Regions from separate parts of the Rattus norvegicus genome. Here region 1 is linked to region 2. A link is a contact called in public Hi-C data. All regions are on one chromosome and are shown on one strand. The core of a region is the stretch at or near the end of the contact, and the rest is flanking DNA. Distances in the headings are between cores, read along the strand shown.

The links. A called contact is a pair of places that touch in the nucleus more often than the background predicts.
Region 1: a contact with region 2 is called in a Hi-C map of kidney, with 4 times the contacts expected there. The contact joins the enhancer-like site here to the promoter of Tha1 in region 2. A contact is called at or near these places in 4 of 12 Hi-C or Micro-C datasets (the A7r5 cell line, the Rat2 cell line, kidney and 1 more).

The regions. Positions count from the first base shown.
Region 1 is chr10:103,807,128-103,811,799 of GRCr8, forward strand. It overlaps Dnah17 (dynein, axonemal, heavy chain 17), which reads right to left. Exons shown (of 80, transcript XM_039087512.2): 37 at 3,954-4,111; 38 at 3,431-3,569; 39 at 3,050-3,277; 40 at 2,448-2,585; 41 at 1,689-1,821; 42 at 452-579. Among named protein-coding and RNA genes, the nearest start is that of Dnah17, 53 kb to the right of the region's middle. Within about 2 kb of position 2,259, at least 2 of the 93 cell types and tissues checked have an H3K27ac peak or open chromatin away from gene starts, as enhancers often do. A contact at or near this core is called in kidney, where this site is marked.
Region 2 is chr10:103,597,469-103,601,947 of GRCr8, forward strand. It overlaps Tha1 (threonine aldolase 1), which reads right to left and starts at 1,383. Exons shown (of 7, transcript XM_006247854.4): 1 at 1,055-1,383. The coding sequence starts at 1,256.

The DNA of each region.
Region 1 (4,672 bases), core at 1,009-3,508, 210 kb after region 2:
GCCCTGCTTTTGAGACAGAGCCTGGCTATGCAGCCCAAGCAGGCCTTGAACTCATGATCCTCCTGCCTGCCCTCCCCAGTACTGGGAAGAATCATTTTCTTAAGCTGCTTCTAGACTGCTCTGGAGGCTGTTTCTGCCCCGCCAAGTATTGTTTCTATGCTGCGCACGAATCAGGTGGAGAACGAGCCTCCAGCTTTACTCCGACCCGCGCAGAGGCAGAACCACAGGCAGGTTCAGGAGCGCATGGTTCTGTGTCCTCCATAGGGAGCGACTGTTGTGGCAGGTGCTGTCTACAGTCCATGACTTTCTCTGTGGGGCTTTTGACAGATTCCTGGCCACCTTGCCCCACCCCCACCATCCCCAGCACTGAGTGTACACTGCCCATGGCCTGTAGGCTCTCTCATACTGTGGTGGTGATGGGGGCTCGGCTGTGAATCCAGGAGTAGTGTACCTTGTTGTCATCCATGACTGTGTTGAGAGACTCAATCCACATGGGGTCTATGTCTCCATCCAGGACAATCCACTTGGGCCCGTCGTGCGTGATGTTGGCCAGGTCCCGCATGATGGTTGAGAACAGGCCTGGAGGGAGGCAGGCTGGTGACACCTGTGGCCCCAACTGGGAGGGGGGCTAAATAACATGCTGGACACTCTGTGGCCTTCATTCCATCATGCCAGCGTGGACCTGGCCTGCTCAGTTTCTCAGAGGTGGCAGGTCCCATCCTTAGAGGAACAACTGTGGCCTTCTAGTTCCTCCTCATGCTAAGCCCTGCTCTTGCCTTCTGATCTCTCAGCCCCACCCCCTTTCCACCTTTGATTCCCCTCCCAGCCCCGCCCCTTCCCATCATTGACCTCCTTCTTCTGACCCCCTCAGCCCCGCCCCTTTTCCACCATTGCCCTCCAGTTCACTTTCTGAGGCTCTGGCCTGCCTCAGCTCTTTAAGGATCAGCAGCCTCCTGTGGTGGGTCACTGCGCAATGCTTGACGCACATGCTCACTCAGTCACTTGCTCACATGCACGTGCGCACGAGCTCTCCATGTACCCAGCACGGAAAGGGGTAGGGGATAGTTTGGGGACAAAGCCGGGGACGATCAAAGCCCCATCACCCTCTGGAGCTTTGTCTTACCATGAGGGAGAGACAAGATGCCCGTGTAGAAATACATGCGCAGGAGGTGGGTGGGAAAACCACAAAGAGTAAGGAAGAGGGGTCAGGGTGCCACCTCTCACAGGGAGGGGGGCCTGCGCTTCCCTTCCAACCAGGAAGTGCTCATGGGGGCAACATCTCAGCCCCCCCCCCCCCGTTTCCCTGGCCGATTTCTCAGTTCTCTTGGTTTTCTCATGAGGCAAACCCAATGGAGCCTCAACCCTAGAAGCTGTGGACAGAGGGGCTCTCTCATCACTCCCTGGGATGCTCTGCAGGAGGCTGCCACTGCAGCAGGGCTCCATCTCTGGGAAGCCCTCTTGGGGTGAGGGGGCCTCTACTTGGGTGTCTGGGTCAGTCTCAGCCCTCTTCCTTCCTGCCGGTGGCACAGGTGCTCTGTGCCCCGAACGCCCCAGCACAGGCTCCATCAGCCCTTCTGCAGTGGCCAGGATGTGGCCAGAACCTGCATAGGTTATGACATGTCTCAGGGAGCCTGCTCAGGGACATGTCAGGGTCTCAGCCTCAGTGCAGGTGGCACTATTCGACCTACCATCTTTCCACTCCCTGGTCGCCGGGTTGATGATACCAAACAGCTCATCACAGGTGACAGCCTTTGGGTCCAGGTCCACTGCCACAGGCTTCCTCTTCATGTTCTGGTAGGTCTTGTTGAGGGATTTGAGGACCTGAGGATGGGGAGCATCCACTGATCCAACGGTCATAGCACCTGTAGGGGGCGCCTGATGCACACCTGCACGAGGCAGCCCTCTGTGCAGCCCCAGATGCTTTTCACTCAGAGAAACTGGCTGTAAGGACACCTGAGTGATATTTTGTGTGTGCACATGCTTCTTTTCTTTTTAAAGCACCACGCACAGTTTTTTGCCTTTTAAACAATAACTTGCTGTCATTTGTGACTTGACATTTTCTTAGTTAGACATCACCATGTAGCCAGCTGACCTAGAACTTTCTATGTAGGTCAGGTTGGCCTTGAACTCACAGAGATCCACTTGCTTCTGCCTCCTGAGCACTGGAATTAAAGGTGTGCACCACTGTACCCAGCATCTCTAACCCCTAGCCCCTGTGTTTTCAGAAATGGGTTTTGTAGAGGGTAAAGATCCCGTCCTGAGGGCATTCAGCCAGACGCACTTGACTGGCTTACTTATTACTAGCACTGGTGGTGTTGGCTGTCACCCTCCAGAGTTCACCATGGCCCCAGGCAATGCTGAGGGGGTAGGGGTGGGGACAGGAGTGTGTGAGCGTCAGGCGTCAGGGAGGCAGGTGATGGGGGAACCCATGAGTGCTGGCTACATGCCTGGGATTTGCCGCTGCCTGCGTTCCCAATGACGAATACTGAGTGTCGAACTTGAAGCAGCTCCTCCAGCTGCACGACTTTCAGCACAAAGCTATCTTCTGCCTGCAGCTTGAGCTCCACGATGCTCTGCTTGATGATCTGGGAGATACGGCAGGCGGGGGCGTGGTTAAGGGGTGGGGGCGTGGTTAAGAGGGCACCGGAAGGGGGCTGGAGAGATGGCTCAGCAGTTAAGAGCACTGACTGTTCTTCTAGAGGTCCCGAGTTCAATTCCCAGAAACCACATGGTAGCTCACAACCATCTGTAATGGGATCCGAGGCCCTCTTCTGGTGAGTCTGAGGACAGTGACAGTGTACTCATGTACCAAAAAAAAAAAAAAAAAAAAAAAAAAAAGAGGGTACAGAAGACGACATTTCCTGTGGCTGAGCTTCAAGCTGTGCTGATCTCACCCAGAACTCACACTGCCCCGGGAGCCCAGACTCTAGATCCTCTGAAATCTGGGGCTGGCTGGGGAGCAGGACGCAGTTTATGGCCCCCGAATTCTTGCAGCAAGGAGCAAGTTTCTCAGGATGGATATGGAGGTATACAGGGAGTGGGGAGTTACCTTCTCAAAATTCAGGTCTCGCTTTCGGGGCACGTCCAGAGCTGGGAAGAGGTCACCGATCAGTCCCATGAACACAGGCAGGTCATCAGTCACGATCTTGGGGATGTTGAAGTCTCGCAGTGCCCTCATGAGCACCTGGTCCTCTGCCCGGGTAGGGTCTCCCCTCTTCAAGGAGCCAGCTACCACCAGCACAGACTTGATGGCCCGAAGGCCCCAGTCATAATGATCCTATGGAGAGTGGGAATGCGAATGTGAACTTGTCCTCCAACAGTGGTCATCTGGCACCGCCAGGCTCAGTTTATCTCGGGGCTAGGGAGGGCAGAGGCATAAGCGTGGATCGCTGAGGCTGGGCCAAGAACCCCTGGAACTGGCAGAACACACCTGCTTTGAGAGCAGCTCTTTGCACAGGGTGTAGAGGGTGATGAACTTCCGGGCCAGGAGGCGAGCTTCCAGGAAGCCCTCAGCCACCAGCATAATCTCACAGATCAGCTCAAAGTCGGGGACCACCATAGCGCAGGGCCTGAGAGGTGAGCGGGCAGCTGTCTCTCTGGCTTTCACCTCCCTGGCTCCTCAGTGGCCACCTGCCCCTCTTCCCCTGGGACATGTGTCCCCACTGGTCAACCTTAAGATTACATGTAGCTGGGTTCCAGCCCCCCTACCCCATTGTTCTGCACACACAACCCAGTAAGCTCCAGGCCTCATGCCTGCCCTGATTCCCCTGAGACTCCTCATGTAGAACAGTGTCTCTGCTGTGGACTGCCCCCACTTGGGGAGCCCCAGGGCTTTTTGAAGGACCTGCCTACTGTCCTGTTACCCTTCACCCCCTAATCCATCTTGGGAGCTAGCCTTGGGCTCCTCCACTAACTCTTCAGTCTGGGACACTGTTGGGCACCTCCTCTGTCACCTGAATAGAGCCTTCAAGTTCTCCGGCAGTTCCGTGCGTCCCGCGTAGCCAGGGTTCATGGTGATGAAGATGCCCACAGTGGGGATGAGACTTATCATTTCTCCCAGGAAGTTAAACTTCTTTTTCTTGGCCCGAATTGCATCTTGGACACACTTTACCTAGACAGCGAGTGCGCACACACACAGACACATTAAACTGGAACCATTTGCACGTGCAAATGTGCAGACACGTGTGCGGGTATGAACACGCGTGAAATCCAGACAGCGGTGGTATCTTTTTCCATTGCTCAATACTAGCTTTTTTTTTGAGGCAGGGTCTCTCAGTGGATGCGGAGCTCACCAACTGACTGGACTATGGTCAGAGAGCCCCAGGGGTCTTTCTGTCTCCCCCTCCCATGGCACTGGAATCACACATCTGGCATCTGGCTTTGTTTGTGTTTCAAAACATGTCCTCACTGTGTAGCCCTGGCCGGCCTCGGATTCACAGAGATCCCTCTGCCCCTGCCTTCTGGGTTCTGGGATTGAAGGCCTGGCAGTGCCTGGCTCTTGCCCTTCTTTAAGGGAAAGATTCATGTGTATGTATGTAGTGTGTGCTTGGCTGCCTGAGGAGCCACAGAGACTGCTGGATCCTCTGGAGCTGTGAGCTACTTGGCATGGGTGAAAGGAAGCAAACTCTCGGGTTCTCTGGAAGAAACAGGTGCCTTCAACACTCAAACCATC
Region 2 (4,479 bases), core at 133-2,632:
CAGAAGAAGAGCCTCTGGGGAACTGGCAGGGCACAAAGAGTGCAGCTGGTGGGTGAGCAAATGGCCTGTGTAACGCCCATGGTGGCTTTCCTGTCTGTGGCGTGACGCTCAGTGCTGAAGTGATCTAGATTCCGTCCCCAGAGGACACACACCGGTGTCTCCCTGAGTCCTGGGTGCTGCTCACCCTTTAAGAGTTCTGCTCTCTCCTCCTTCCAGGCCCTGGTTCACCCTCCTCAGATTCCTGTCAAGGCCAGTGCCTCCCTGCCTTGATGTGGTGACCTGTTTACACCAGGTGCCTGCTGAGCGGTGTAGCTCAGCAGCTTTGAAGTTCCTGGTAACAGCCTTGTCGAAAGATTCTAGATCAGCCCCAGTGATCCCTGGGCCCACAAACAGGCCTCCAGGGGTCAGGTGGTGATCGGTGGTTTATCTCTGGACCGGCTGAAGATGTACATACCCAGCAGCACTAGAGGGCCACTTTAGCAGTGGTTATTGACCCCGAGTGGGCTTTGGTTTGCTGTCTCCTTAAAGCACTCCCTAGATTATGAAATTCTGTCCCCCTGGGAAGGAGCAGCAAGCACTTTCTTTGCTAGATTGGTTTTGTCTTTGTGAAGAAAGAGAGTAGTTCTGCCTCATTGCAGTCAGACCTGCCTCAAATCCGGTTCTTCCTTGCTCCTGATGTGGGTCCTTGAGCTCCTCTCTGGCCATCGGGGGTGGGGAGTGGAGGTGTTGGGGGGAGTGGCTTGCTTTGCAAGCCTGGACAACATCCATCTGGGCAACTGAGTGACAGTGGATAGAAACTACCCGGTGGTCTGGTTAAAATGCAGATTCTGGCTCCCCGAGTTCAGTGTGGAGCTCAAGAGGCTGCATTACCAAGGATCTCCCCGAGAACGAACGAGAACGCACAAGAACACAGAGTGCACCACTTAGCCTACGGGTGCTTCCTCAAAGGCCAGGCAAGGCACCCCTCTGCGTCTGTGCTGCCCTGTCAGCACCGTGGACAGCGTTCAGAGGTCACAGCAACGACCCCTGCTCCGGGCCTGTTCGCCCGGCTCACCGTGGACCGTAGGGTCTTCGCCGTAATCATCGTCTCCTACAACCGCTTCGGCCATAGCGCGCCTCATGGCCGGCCCTGGCCGAGTCACCGTGTCGCTGCGCAGGTCCACCACGTGGGCTGGGACCCCCGCCCAATTCCTAGACCACTGAGCCCAGGGCACCCTGAGCCCCGGGACCGCGGCCCGGGCCAGGCTGCGTAGCATGGCTATGGCACTCGCTTTCCGCGCCCGCAGGCTCCGTGGACGTCTCTTCCGTGCCAGCGGGGAACCGTGCAGCTGGACTCTTCTGACCCGGAGCAGACCTGTACTGGGAAGGCCCGGAGCACTATGGGAATTGTAGTCCTTTCTGGAATTTTATGCAGCTGGCGAGCCCCGCAGCATGCTGGGAGTTGTAGTTTGTGTTCCCTTACTCCACAGACTAGGAGAATTTGGGAATGACAGTTCCTTGCTTTGTTAAATGGGTAACGTAGTTGACGTTCGGGTGATTTTAGCATGTTCCTGGTACTGTTCACGACGCTGCAGATTTAACTTAATTAAGCGTCCTAGCCACTCTGGGAAACAACCTGGGTGTTTGGGAATGGAACACAAGTTCTCTTCGTAATTAGTACCACCTTAACTTCTGAGCCGTCTCTCCCATCCCTCACGGTCCTCATTTTACACCGGATGAAACAGGCTGCAGACGCTGATGTGAAGTCCAGGAATCAGATATGGTACTGTGTTGCCCGTAAACAGTAGCTTTCAACCACTGGGGTCTTTTTAATTTTTCTCTTTTGAAACATGTATCCCAGGCTAGTTCTGAACTCACTGGGTAGCCTAGTTAGCCTTGAACGTCTGACCCTCCTGCTTCGGATTTCAGATGTGTTCTACCATGCCCAGTTTACTCTGTGCTGGGAACTGAATTTAAGGCTTTGTGCGTGCTAAGCAAGCATGCTACCAAATGGGACACATCTCCAGTCCTCTTTTTTAAAAAATGAATTTAAAGCCGGGCGGTGGTGGCTTGCACCTTTAATTCCAGCACTAGGGAGGCAGAGGTAGGTGGATCTCTGAATTTGTGGTCAGCCTGGTCCACAGAGTTCCAGGACAATCAAGGTTACACAGAGAGACCCTGTGTCAGGAGGGGAAAAAAAAGAATTTAAAACTTTTAAAAGTATGTGTGTGGGTGGGGAGTAGATGCACATGAGTGTAGTTACCTAATGAGGCCAGAAGAGGGCGCTGGACACTCTGGAGCTAGAGTTAGAGGTTCTCCGCGAGAGTGGAATGCGCTTCTCAGTGTGGCGCCATCTCGCTAGTACCCGTTTTGGGATTGTTTTTTTTTAAAAATCCCACACCGTAGCCCATACTAGCCTGGAACTCATTCTGCCCCTCTGCCGCAGCAGTCCTTTTGCAGCTTCCCGAGTGCTGGGAATATAGGAATGAGCCACCACGCCCAGCCTTCCCATATAGGTTTACAGAGCGCTGTATTAGGCAGGAGGGGACACGAGGATGTCTTCAACTGGGGCTGGAGGTATGACCTCCTAGGGCATTTGGAAAATGGAGTCGCAGAGGTTTCTAGAAATCTCCCTCCTTCCTACACCATTTGAGAGATAAGATGCTTCCATGGACGCCATGCCCAAGAGCACTGTGACAGAGCACCTAGCTAGCACGGATGAGACCCTTGGATTGATTCCCCAGGGCTGCAAAAAGTAGGCATGGTGGTTCATGCCTGTAATCCCAGCCCTTTGAGGGGAGGAGGGGCGAGATCCCAGTTCTGGGTGGGGTGTGGGTTGCTGTCGAGGTATGAGGATGGCTGAGACTCTCAGGCCAGTCTGCATTAGAGCAAGACTCTTTCTAAAAACTTAAAATGAAAATGAAAAAGCAAGGAAAATAAAATCCGCCCCCTCCGAACCGTGTGTCAGCAGACAAGCTGTGCTCATGGTCCCTAAATCTGGTGAGGATGGGAGGCTGCGTGCGCTCGTCCAGCCTGGCTTGTGGGAAGCACTACTGTTTATCCTGATGTTGGAACTTGGTGCTTCTATTGTGGGATACATTCTGTCTTACCAGGACCAAGGGGTGACCTTTCCTCACACAGGGAGGTTGGGAACTCAGCCCTGCTCGACTGCTTCCGTTTCCAAAGCTCCAGTTGTCTGTCCATGGTGTCTATTGGGAGTAAGATGATCTGAGCAGGGCCTACTGGAGCAGAGGCCCTGGTCTAACGAGGCATCTCTCAGATGCAGACTGTGTTTGCCTGCTGTATCTGCCGGTGGTGTGTTGGGAATGAGCAGCCAGGCAGGCTTCCTGGAGGAAGCATCAGTCTTTGACCACAGGTGATGGAGGAGGAGAAACTGACTTGGCTAGGGGATGGCATGGGCCACGGGAAGGTGGTGTACCTGTTGGGAGTCCAGGGGGCTGGAGAAGTGGGGAGGAGCCGCAGCCCAGAGGCCACCTATAGGGACAGAGCCAGTTCTAAGGGACTCTTCTCCTCTCCCAAACACCTAGCAGAACCATCCTTAAAGTGTACAGAAGTGTGGCAGGCCTGGGACCCCAGGGGCCTCCAGCTAACAGAAAAACCACCCTGCTTCACCAGAGCAGGGTGCTCTGGCCCTGACCCGCAGGCTCTGCCCGATTCCCGAATTCCAGTCCTTAGAAAACAAACCCTTATCTCATTGTCTGGCTCCAGCTTCTGCTGGGAAGTGGGGGGCGGGAGCGAAGGCTCCATGGGAGGGGGGTGGATGGGCTGGGAGCAGCCAAGGGAGCTCTCAGGGGAGAGAGGGGACAAAAGAGCAGGACACCTCCCTTCCATGGCAGGAGCAGAGAATAGCCACCTGCTTGTAACCCTCTCAGACTGCAAGGCCTTCCTGAGGGAGCGCCCTGTCAGCCCTTAAGCAGCTGTGAGGAGGGGAACTGGCTTGAGACCTAACTGGACCCCTAGCTTCTGTCCTTCTCAAGTGGCCCCACTGAGGCACACTCTTCCTGGGGCGGGGGTGGGGCACAGGAACCTCTCTGTTGCTAAGTCTTCCAGCCTGGTGCTCCGGGACCAGTCCTACCTTGGCCCCAGGATTGTGGGGGAGCCGGTAGGAATGGGGATGTGTACAACCAGGTGTGTTTAGAGGAGATCATACCGGAGCTCAACCTGGACCTGTCTGTCTGTCTCTCTGTCTGTCTCTGTTGTGTGTGTGCCTGTATTTATGTGCGTCTGTGTGCATGCCTGCGTGCATGCACACGTGTGTGCATCTGTATGGACTGTGTTCGTGCGGGAGTATATAGGACGTGTCTATAAATATGTGCGTGTTTATGGGTGGATATGTGTGCGTCTCTGTGTGTACATACGTTTGTTTGTGTACTTCCGTAGCCATGCCTGAGGTTTGAGTCATCCTGGTGAGAGAGGATATATAGACTCCCTGGTAGGCAGACAAACAGGGAGAGGGTTCGTGGCTGGGTAAGGAAAGTG